Regions from separate parts of the Hordeum vulgare genome. Here region 1 is linked to region 2. The links are chromatin contacts, called in public Hi-C maps. All regions are on one chromosome and are shown on one strand. Each heading gives the region's core, a stretch centred on a gene start, on an enhancer-like site or on the middle of the called end of the contact. The rest is flanking DNA. Distances are from core to core; before and after follow the strand shown. Region 1 has its middle 55 kb from the start of LOC123440272. Region 2 holds the start of LOC123440272.

What was found. A called contact is a pair of places that touch in the nucleus more often than the background predicts.
Region 1: a contact with region 2 is called in a Hi-C map of leaf, with 4 times the contacts expected there. The contact joins the enhancer-like site here to the promoter of LOC123440272 in region 2. A contact is called at or near these places in 2 of 6 Hi-C or Micro-C datasets (leaf and seedling).

The regions. Positions count from the first base shown.
Region 1 is chr3H:494,945,302-494,951,133 of MorexV3_pseudomolecules_assembly, forward strand. No RefSeq gene overlaps it. Among protein-coding and RNA genes, the nearest start is that of LOC123440272, 55 kb to the left of the region's middle. Within about 2 kb of position 3,475, at least 3 of the 3 cell types and tissues checked have open chromatin away from gene starts, as enhancers often do. A contact at or near this core is called in leaf and seedling, where this site is marked.
Region 2 is chr3H:494,889,642-494,895,178 of MorexV3_pseudomolecules_assembly, forward strand. It overlaps LOC123440272, which reads right to left and starts at 3,970. Exons shown (of 1, transcript XM_045116849.1): 1 at 2,750-3,970. The coding sequence starts at 3,561. The coding sequence ends at 2,974.

The DNA.
Region 1 (5,832 bases), core at 2,225-4,724, 55 kb after region 2:
TACCGCTAGCGTATCGTTATCAGTTGAACGTCCATCCATAGCCGTCGACTCGAGGCATTGCCTTTTGTTCAAAGTGGTGGTATAAGACAAGGTTGAGATGACAGGATCCGAACTTGTACTACTTCTTTCTTCACTTTCGCGCATGATCTGCTTTTTCTAGCCTCGATACGCCGTGGCGAACCGCAACTCTCCGGTGGCAAAGTGCCCGTGCTTACACATTCGACACTACCAATGGTAGTTTCATGAAGGCGTGTGTCCTTCCTTCCGCATTTGACAGTTCTACTGGACTACTGGTAGAAACGCAACATGCGCTGCTGCATAATGCACCACGGATGTGTTTGGTTTAGAATCAAATGGAATGGAATGCCATGATTTGGTTACACAAATTTGTAAACGCACAATGGGTTGTTTGTATTATAATGCACCAACACTTGAATCTTCTCATGGAAAAACTACTTTTAGGCCTCCTTTAGTATGGAGTAATCTTGTGGGAATTATGTATGATATCATTTCTATTATAAAAAAAATCATTACTTGTATGAATTGTGTATGATAGAATTTTCATAGAGAAAATTCATTCTGCATGCCATCTTATTTCCTACAAGTTCTTGTTCGATGATATTCATGCACTATGAACCAAAGAAGGCCTTAATCGGAGGAGTTAAGTGATGAATGACTAATGACATGCGGAATGACCATCTAACGGTCTATTTTTTTTGGTAGCGAGTGGTATTTGTTGATTTTTTCATAAAGGGTTTTATTACTTAAAGGTTTAAGCATTACTTTCGGTCTCTGCATAGCTAAAATGCACACAACCAAAGTCCAACAGTGAGGCAACCGAAAACAGCAACTGACATAATACGATCATTACTAAATTTAAGAGCAACCCCAACGCAGCGACTCATTTTGTCCGATTGGGTCATCCGGACACAAAAGCTAGCCTAACGGGATGACCCAAACGAACGCATGTGTCTGCCTGTTGTCTGATTGTTGTCCACCCCGATCCAAATTGAATGCAAAACTGGGTCACAAATGGATCCGCGGCGGACATAACTGGGCGCTCCTGTCGTCCGCTCTCATCCGCTCCTCCCCTCTCGTGTCCGCCCTGGTCCCACCTATCAGCGGTCCACCCCTCCCTAAGGCCGCTACCGGTGGTGCGGCGACGCGACGGTGGCGCGCTAGAGCAGCACGAGCGGTTGTCGAGAGGCGCGTAAGGAGGTAGCGGTCGGCGACGAGCAGCCCGAGGGAGGCAGCTGGCCCTCCAGCCAGGGGGAGCTGCGCTAGCCAGTGGGATGAGCGGGATGGAGGGCGCGTAGGCTAGCGAGATGAACTAGATGCAGCTGATGCGCGCGCTCCGACAGAAGAGGAAGGGCCGCCGCAGGGTTAGGTGCGGCAGCTGCGCAGGCTTGAATGTCCACCACCACTGTGCGGGGGGCGAGAAGGAGGAGGGAGCAGGATCCATACTTGCGCCCCCGACCCTGCCTGAATCTTTCGTCTCAAGTGGGGAGGAAAGGGGCAGGCCGTCGGTGCCTCCCGAAGCACTGCGTTTCGTGGGATCAGGGCAATTCGACGGCGTCGTTCGCTTTTTTGCATATGGTGGGTTGAATTCGTCCACCGACCGCGTGTCCACCTCATGTCCGCTAGACGGACGGACGATCGAAACGGATAAAATCAAGGCAAAATTCGTGTCCATTTGAATTGTCCTGTTGGAGTTGCTCTAACTTTGCATGAAATTAGTATGGATTTGAAGATTTGATTTGAGGGATCCGGTGGACTTTCGATATGAGCCCGGTCACTGTTCACGAAACTCCGGTTGTAGATGTTTTAATGCTCTTTACTTAGCAGAGATGCTTTATTAATATGACAAATAATATCAGTACCCGACTTTTCTTGTCGCTTAGCAATATGTACCTCACAAGTAAGCTGTAGTATGATGGTAACCTGGATTGGATGGTTTTAGCTCAACATGAGGAGTACCTTAGGTGTTACCAGCATGTAAAAGAGTCATCACGGTTTCAATTAACAGGTACTGTATCGGAGTCGAGCGTCACAGTGCACACTCGGCTCTGACAGGGGACCAAGCATTAGAGTTGGCTCAATCAGCCAGTTGGGTGTCTGTGGTCACAGGCCCAACTTCCGTACTGGCGGATTAGATTAGTTGCATCCGATGGACCGATCAGCTAGGCTTGGCTACGACTACGGTAAGCTGTCTTCCATCTTCCATCAGCTCCTGCCAGTCTCGGTTGATGGTGCGTGTGCCACCGGGAATATGCAACCGGATGAGCCCATGGGAAATATCTGGCAATGGAAAGCCCACCCAAGGAAACTACTCCTAGCTGAAACCTTTTCTTTTTCCTTTTTCTTTTTTTGCGTGTGGTGTAACGTCCCTCTTGATCCATGATCTTGTTATAAGCTGGGTGGATACGATTATACCTCGTAATCTTTGGCCCCGGATACGGTGCTCTTTTCCCGTGACGTCGACAAGAGCTGGAACCCCATATTCTTACCTCTAGCTGGAAACACAAAAGCAGCTTAGCAACTTGCACTTGAATCCACGTCATATGAGTTATTCTTTCAATCTATTCTCTCCGTCTCATAACGCAAGATGTTTTTCAACATAGTATTAATGTTTAAAAAACGTCTGATATTAACAGACGGAGTTACCATGAACGAACGTAAACAAATAAACAAATGAACAAACCCAGCTACTAATGCCATGACCGTACTAACGTACCATTGCACAAAGCCAGAGCAAGCTAAGCCAAAAGGGACGTGAAGCAACATGTGCACGCCGGCGACACGGGAACGCGCGTGGCAACAGCGAGCAAAATTATGCGCAAACCCAGACCCGTTGCGTACTTTGATTTGATTCTAGTACAACACAGGACGGACGCGTAGTAGTACGTGCGTACCCAACCGATTCCACGGACGGACCGGCGAGTCGATTCGCCGGGCCGTCGCTTTCGCCAAAAGGCTGGAGCCGGTCACCGCGAACGAGCGCGCCCCGAGGCGTTGGCCACCCACGATCATACGCGCACGATGACTGCCGTGCCGGTGCCGGTGCCGGGGCCTGCCCAGGCCATGAGACGCCAATTATGGATTCCATATCCTCCCCGGGGGCCGGCCGCTCAGAATCCACATCCATTATCGATCTCTCTGACTCTCATCTTATCCCCGGGGGCAGGCGCTCCGACTTTTAACCGCCTTTTGGCATCTGATCCGTGCGTGCGAGCTCCAGCAGCTTCCTTCCTTCCTTCACCCCGTCTGCAGCTGCAAAGACGACGCAAGCGAGTGAGTGATTAGTGAGTGTGAGTGGCGTCGATGATGCTCCGCAGCAGCGCAGGTTGCCCGGACAAAAGTCAATGCCTAAACAATGGCGAAACTTTACATGCGGCCAACGAGCGAGCTAGTGCTCTGCTCCGACGTCGCAGTCAGACGCTGCGATCCAGGCATCATCGGCACGCGATCCATCAAAAGGGGGGACGAACGCGGTGCCCGCCCCTTTACATCACCTCACTCCCTCGCTCAGCCACAGTGCTGATTGCTGAATGCATTGCACGCTCGGCCCTGACGGAAGATGCAAAATGTGGCCTACAGGGAGCATCTACGCAACCCTCCTTTCTAGGATCGATTGGATTGGGAGGAGAGTTTTACTTTCGCCACACCACACCCCCTTCCTTTCCTTCCTCGGAGAGCGATGGAACTCGACTTCTTTGCTGCTGCTGCTGCTGCTGCTGCTGCTGCTGCTATATCCACCCATCCTACATTCCTACTCGCCCACTTTTTCTTCTTTATGGTATCCAGATTTAGATAGGGCGGTCGGCTTTCTGCAAATGAAAGTGTGCGAGAAATTCCACTCTGATACACTACACGCGAGGATGCATGGATCATGGTTGTGATGGTGGGGACGTACGTGCGTGTGGCTACCCGCTACCCTTACCCTGATGAGATAGACAGACGTACCGGGCTCATTTAGCAGCGCGAGTTACGGCTTTCCGGCTCTGACGGGGCCTATCTATCATCTCGTTCAGCTATGCCTATACACAGCAGCACGAGCCGTTCGATCAGCAGGAGATAGACGTAGTGCCGTGTGTGGGGGCAGGCGCGCCTGTTAAGTACAGATCTGGGATCTGTTGGATGTTGCTACAGGCTACCTGTAATGAACTCGAGTGTCATCTCCATCTCATTTCATCTCATCTCCCCAAGCCTTTAATCATGCCCTGCGTGTGCAATCGCGTTTGCAAAATTCCCGTGCTAATACACACCACACCAGCGATGCATCTTTATACTTGCATTATGCAGGGATAGCTAGCTAGTGTATGACCCACTTGGACGAACAGCTTGGGTTGGAATGATTTCCCCTGATGGGAGGAATATGTCCGTGCCTTTGTAAAGTTTGATTGAGTGTTTGCTTGCTTTCACGTCATGAGCACCCTCCCATCCTCAACATCACCCCTCTCTTGGGTTCTCTCCCTTTTACCCACCACCTCCAAGCATCTTTCTATATTTCCACTTGTTTTCGATCCGGAAATTCGACCCGTCCATTTCCACGTAAAGCGCATTGCATCTGGTCGATCTACGAACACGTTAGGCCATTGGTGCCATTTAGTTGCTGGGCTGTCCTTGGTGTCTGCCTATACCTGGATATTAACTTTACTGAGTCACCAACGATGGTGCCTGTAGAGAGAGACTGATAGTGCAGGCTCTCTCACCTTTCAGTGTTCGTTAGGATAAATCACACAAACATCAGGGCATCATATCCCAAATTCCCAACCCAAATGTGAAGGATAGTAGGATAGCATTGGATGCTAAATATAAAGTTTGGGTCTTGCTTAGGCACTCCATGAACCAACTGCTTCGTCGTCACTCAAGAAATGTATGTTTGGATGCTTCGTTTGTAATGTCAATTTTCAGGTGTTCTCATCAGGACGTTTGTTGTGTTATTTCCTGCCGCTTAGAGCATCTACACACGAACATTGCAAATATGACCCCCTAAATGTTCACGGACGCACCCGGTCAGTGACCGAAGATGTTCCCTATTTGTTTGTCTGTGCAGCCACACTCCTTATTTTCTTCTTCATATGTCCGGCTACTTGCACGTGATTGGTGAAAGAGGAAAAGAGAGACAGAAATGAATGAATAAAGAAAAAAAGGGTGGTCCGGGATGGGGTCGCGCCCTACGTGGCGGACTATCCGGGCACGTGTGCGAGCCCTCATATCCTTTCCATATTTGAGATGGATATGAGGGTTCGCGGATAGCTCGCGCGTATATGGATGATATGAGGGATCCGGTTGGATCACTTTTTTCCTTATTTCTTCTGTCCGGTCACTCATGAGGGGCGTCCGTAGGTGTATGAGGGGTAATCTAAGGCGTTCGGGTGTAGATGTTCTTAGAGCATCTCCAGCCGCGCCCCCAACAAACCCAGAGCCCCGGGGGTCGCCTCGGGGCACCGAGTGAAGCGAAGAGGTGCGCGGGCCCGCGCTGCCGGTGACATCGACCGATTGTCCCACTGATTTTCCCCTTTCCCTTCATTTTCCCATTACCTACCCTCTTCTCCCCCGCGGCTCCCGCCATTCTGCCCAGGTACGCGTGTCATGCCCCCAGAAAAAGTATGGGCCCCTTCGCCCAGCCACCGATTCCGCCCAACCAAAGCAGAGGAAGCCAAGGGCCCCGATGGCAAGGCCCTCAGGCTTGACGAGCCTCCAGTGGAAGGCCGACGTTGATCGTCAGGCGGCGGTCACTACAGATCAACGAAACAGGCTCAACATGAAGAGAGCCAGGGACATGATGACGTAGAAGGTGGGGGCGTCTCGTGCGGCGGGGATGGTGAA
Region 2 (5,537 bases), core at 2,720-5,219:
CACTTTTACTACGTGGAAGCAGTTGAGTCCTTCCAGCTTTTGGCCAAAAGGCCATCCGGGCACATGACCTCCAATTTGAGCGAGGAATTGACACCAAAAGGCGACCACAAACAAGTGAGAGAGAAAGATTGGACTTGCGTGTGAGCCTGTGCTTAATGGAAGATCACCATGATGCTGCCTGTGGTCCATGGCTCGGCCTTCATAAACAACGGTTTTGGCCCACACAAAGCCTAGATCAACAGTACCTCCCCCCCCCCCCCCCCCCCCCGGTCCTGCAGCCACACGGCCCGCAGACAGACACACATACACACACAAAAACGCCACCCTTCTCCGTTCTTTTTTCTTTTCTTGCCTATCTCGAAGATCACACGCACACACCTATGCTCACACTGTCACACATGCACACAGTGCCGAGTTTTTTTGTTTGTTTGTTTTTTTAACTAGTGTGGCCAGCTTTTAAGTAGGCAAGAGCGCTACAGCCTCTTTGATTAGCCTCAAGATCTCAAGCTAGCTAGTCCTACGATTCTAGGTCGACACCTTCACGTTCTGGTACATGTCGTGGGCACGAGCTGGGGAGGGTATAGTGGTGGTGTAGCACAGCCAAAAGGCGCCTACTGTTTGCGCTAAACATCTCATCTACTGGTAGTCTGGTACGGTGGTACCCCTTCAAAGGAGCTCAGGGACACACGCAGCACGATTTATATTGTTCCTGGGCTTTGGCATATGCTTAAAGGTCTCTTTCGCCTACAATAACATCACCCTCTACCACACCACTTGACATTACAAATTCAGACGCCACGACTCCACATAAAGCTTTGGTAGCTGCCACACACACACACACACACACACACACACACACACACACACACACACACATGGAGCCAGCTAAATTAACCGAGGTCGTTAATTATGAAATCGCATGTGTTGCCCATCATTCATGCATGCATGCATGCAGTGCATTGTGAAGCAAGCAAGGCGCTAGTCCAACTGGTTTACCTGTGAGAGTTGTTTGGCGGATATTAAAACAATAAGAAATCATCTTGTGGACTTCCCTTTGTTGCCACAGCAAACCAGAGGCAGCTTCAGAATTGCGCCTGCTGTTTATTATAATTGGGCGATCATTCTGCGAATTCTGAAGCAATGATCCTGCGATATTCATGCATATATAGAATGGCATGGGGCTGGGGGCTAGCTAGCGGCGCGCGCCGGCTGACGGCGTGGTACGGCTAAATTTGGGGGAGTACCAGTACTGATTATGCGCCCCGTTAAGGCTACAATTTAGCTTTGAAATCTGCTAGGAAAATCCCGAGCAGCATTCTCATGGGGAAGACCGATTAAACAAGCGGAAGTGCGTGGGGGATGGTTGAAAGATAATCATGTAGTACGTAGACGTAGTGGACATCCATCCCCAGCAACATATAAAACAATCGGGCTCAGCTTAGGTTGAGCCCAGCTGCAGCAGGACTGGGACTGGGACTGGGACTGGGACTGGTAGTAGTGGAGCATGCATGCCCTTTAATTTATCTGCCCATGTGTGTGTGTGTATCAAATCAAGTACTCCAGCACTGCTGCTACTGGTGTAGTATTGGGCAGTGATGATTCAGCACCACACATACTCACTAATTTACTTTCTACGTGTAGTTAACTAAATCCTTGAAAACCATAATGGAACCGTACGTATCATACTACCAGTAAGCGATGAGCATACTGAAGGAGAAGATTCATATATAATGGGCGTGTGTGGATTATTTGCTCCTCGTAGCTACCAATGATATGTACATATGTTCAACCGTCCACGTGTGGCTCGCCGATTCGTGGGACGGAGGAACAAACAAGACATTCTTAGATAAGGGAGCGAGCGAGTGAGTGGTCTTGCCCCTTGCTCCCAAGGAGAGAAAGGAGGAGAAGGAACACATTGTACGTGCCCATCTTTACGTCAAATCCATGACGCCAAAGCACTAGTAGCCAAGGTAGCAACGAACCATAACCCCATACCCATACACTTAGCAGAGAGATCATTAAAGGAAAAAAAAAAAAAGCAAGGCCGTCCTCCTGATCGCATCATGAGCTCCATTAGGTTTAGATAGAGGTTCGGGTTTATCCTCACTGCTATTCCTTAGTCTTCCTCCCCGGTCTCTGTTGCTTTAGTTTTTAGCAGTAGTTGCAACGGTGGTTGGGTGGCGAGTATGCATCCGTCCATGGCACCACACACACCGCGGCTTAAAGCTCGCTGCTCTCTCTGCTAGTGGAGGGGGCAATCATTGGTCTACTCATTGATTGATTACTTGCGCTCAGAACTTTCGTGCACTCATGATGATCAGAACAACATGGACCTGCAAGTATAAGCTCGCCGCTCTGCTCGCTTTCTCACACGCTCCCTTCCTTCTCCCAGGACAAAAGGGCGAGTGAAATATGGAATGTAAGCCGACGCACGGAATTCTAAAATTTTCTTTACAAATCCGCGCCAATACCAATGGCCCACTTGGAAGAGTACTTTTCTGTAAGAATAGAAGGAAAAAAATATCAATGGAGTTCTTGTTTTTCATTTTTTGAGGGAAGTGTGTGCATAGCATGTGTAGGAGAAAAAGTAGGGGCGATCCATCCATCCATCGACTAGTTCCATCCGGAGGTGTTTGAACAAAATCGGAACGTGGATCGCGCTGCCTGTGTTCTGTGTAGGAGAAAAAGTAGGGGTGATCCATCCCACAGCTACTGACTGTGATTAGGAAATCGTAAAGAGAAAGATGCATAGCAAAAATTGTATCTTTTATCTTCACAAAGGCATCATTCACCCTGTAAAGGGAGCGGACGCTCTAAAGGAGGCGGGCCGGGAAAAGACGGGCAAAAAAAATGAAAAGAGGCCGAAGCGCAAGCAGGGAGGGAATTAACAGGAGAGGAAGTAATAAACTAGAAAAATCGAAAGGAAGAAGAAGCAGAAAGAAAAAAAAAGGGTGAAACAAACACCTTGTCTGATTACAAGTCATCCTCGGTGATGCTCTCGAGGTGCGGCCGCCACACGGCCACGCGCCCGCGCCGCCGGTCCCTGGCCGTCGACGCCTTCTCCTTCATGATCTCCGACAGGTACCTCTCGTTCGCCAGCAGCCGCTCCTTCTCGCCCTCCGCGCTCTGGGACGCCGCTGCCGCGTTGTTGCCGCCATCGCCGCCGACGCCGGCGGCGGCATCCCCGGACTCCTTCCTCCTCCGCCGCCTCCTCGCCGCGGGCGCGGGCGTGGACGCGGCAGCGGGCGCCTTGGGCTTCGCGGCGGCCTTGTCCGGCGGCGGGGCCATGACCGGCATGAGGAAGTAGATCTTGCCCTTCTGCAGCTCGGCATTGGGCGGCAGGATGACGGGCTTCTGCACGACGATGCCGCCGCCGCCGCCGTCGGCGGGGCAGGTGGAGGGCGGCTTCCGGAGGACGTGCTTGGGGTAGGCCTTCATGATCTCGCCGGCCAGCACGGGCTCGCTGATCTCCTCCACCCGGCCGTTGGAGTGCACGATGCGCACCACGTCCAGGGCGCCGCACGGCAGGATGCACGCGATGCAGCACCGTATGGTCTCCATTACCGACAACTCTCACTCTGTCAAACCTCTAGCTCTCCCCGGACCGTTGCTCCTCCGCTATCCCTGTCACCCTCGCGGCCGCTTCCGGTCGGCCGCCGCGCCGAGCTGGCGAGAGCTGCTGCTAGCTCATAAGGCGGGCAGCTACGACGGGAGGAGCTGGGTGATGTGCACGCCACACCGACGAGCGAGCGAGCGAGCTGGGAGAGAACCTCACCTGGTCTCGGGTCCTTTTGGTGCGGGTATGTTCGAGCTTTTTATATAGGGGTACCTTGGCAGGATTCTGGGATGAGCTCTGGCTCAAGGGATATATACTATACAGACTCTGTATTGTACAATGGTGTATGGGACAAATGGTTCCGTTCCTTCTGCTGTGTCCGCCCGGCCTAGGCCCTGTTTGGATACTCTAACTTATCTAGAGGTTAGAGTTAGTTTCTAGCTCATGACTAACATTAAACTAACTCTAGACAAAGAGGTGTTTGGATGATAGGGTTAGATTGACAATAGTTGTACTTGATGGAGAGAGGAAAGTGATTTTTTAGTGGGTCCGATGAAAATTAGCTTCAATTAACACCTACTATCTTGTGGATAGAGAGAGAAAAGTGACTTTTTAATGGGCCCCGTAAAAACTAGCTCCAACTAGCACCTCTTGGTTGGGCCACTACGACTCACCTGCTGGCTTAATTTATAAAGTGGAATTATGGTGAATAAGCTTATGAGTATCACGGGGATCGATGTGCAGAAGCACAAAGAAGAATTAGGGGGATCATCTTGTACCCTACTATCATTTTATCCCTTTGGCTTTTGAGAGGGGGTCCCTTCCCTTGCCTAAATCATTGCCACTCCCCAATCGTGTACTTTGGTTAAGGCTGGTTCTCACGTCTCATGGGCTCATCATGCGAGGGTGGAAGGCTCCCTGTAAAAAACCCAGCTTGGTCCATCCAATCGGTACGCGTGTGCAGCGCCGTAGTACGGTGATTTCAATCCGCAAAGAAGGCACATGTACGAGTACGTGCGGTGATTTGATTCGAGGGCGTGCATGGACCGCATCCGCGGACATGGCGCACGCTAGCTTCAGTGGCAGCCGTCACTGTTGGCATGATTGAAGGCCGCTCGCTATGTTTCTCGTTTAGAGACCCGTAGTGGACAAACGCGCATTTAATCGGGGGACAAATACCATCCGAGAAGCAACTGTGTCTCACGCCCATGCCACTGCGTGTCTCGGAGAATTCAATTGAACCAAAACGAAAGCTCCCGCTTGATCGCGTCTAAGAGTTTTTTCCTTTTATACATTCCACAAAACTAGAGGCTTGGAAAATGATGCATGAATGGTTTTCGTCCGGTGTTCCGTAATTTGTTGGGGAAATCCACTATGGCTCATAGGTGTAGGTGCACCTATTGTCTAAATACATATTTATAAAAAGTTAAAAAAACAAAAAAGAAACTCCGTGTGTATAACCGAACATTATATGTTTGTGCACAAGTTTTGATGAAAAGGGACATTTATGTGGCTTGTGTAAAAAAGGCAATTTATGATGTTTGTTTATAATTATTTGTGAGATTTTTTCATCTTTTTTATACATACCACAAGAAATGTTCTTTCTTTGTGAAATTCTGTGTGCAAACATAGAATGTCTGGATGTACACGTGAAGTTATTGTTTGATTTTTTTTACATTTTGAAATGTGTTATTTATATATAATTCATGATAGGTTTATCTACACCTATGAGCCAAAACACCACTCTCCAATTTACTCGGCAATTCTCTTCTTCTTAATTAATAAATAAGGTAAAACTTTTGCCTCTGTTTCAAAGAAAAAAAATGCCGCATGATGTCATTGTATTTCGAAGGATGAGAAGAGAAATACAGGATATGTACATATATCCTTCTCTAAAAGGAATTGTCCATGTCATTACCACACAAAGCATGGGCTTTGGCTATAGGCATAGAGAAACCAGGATACACTGGATGGCTACATG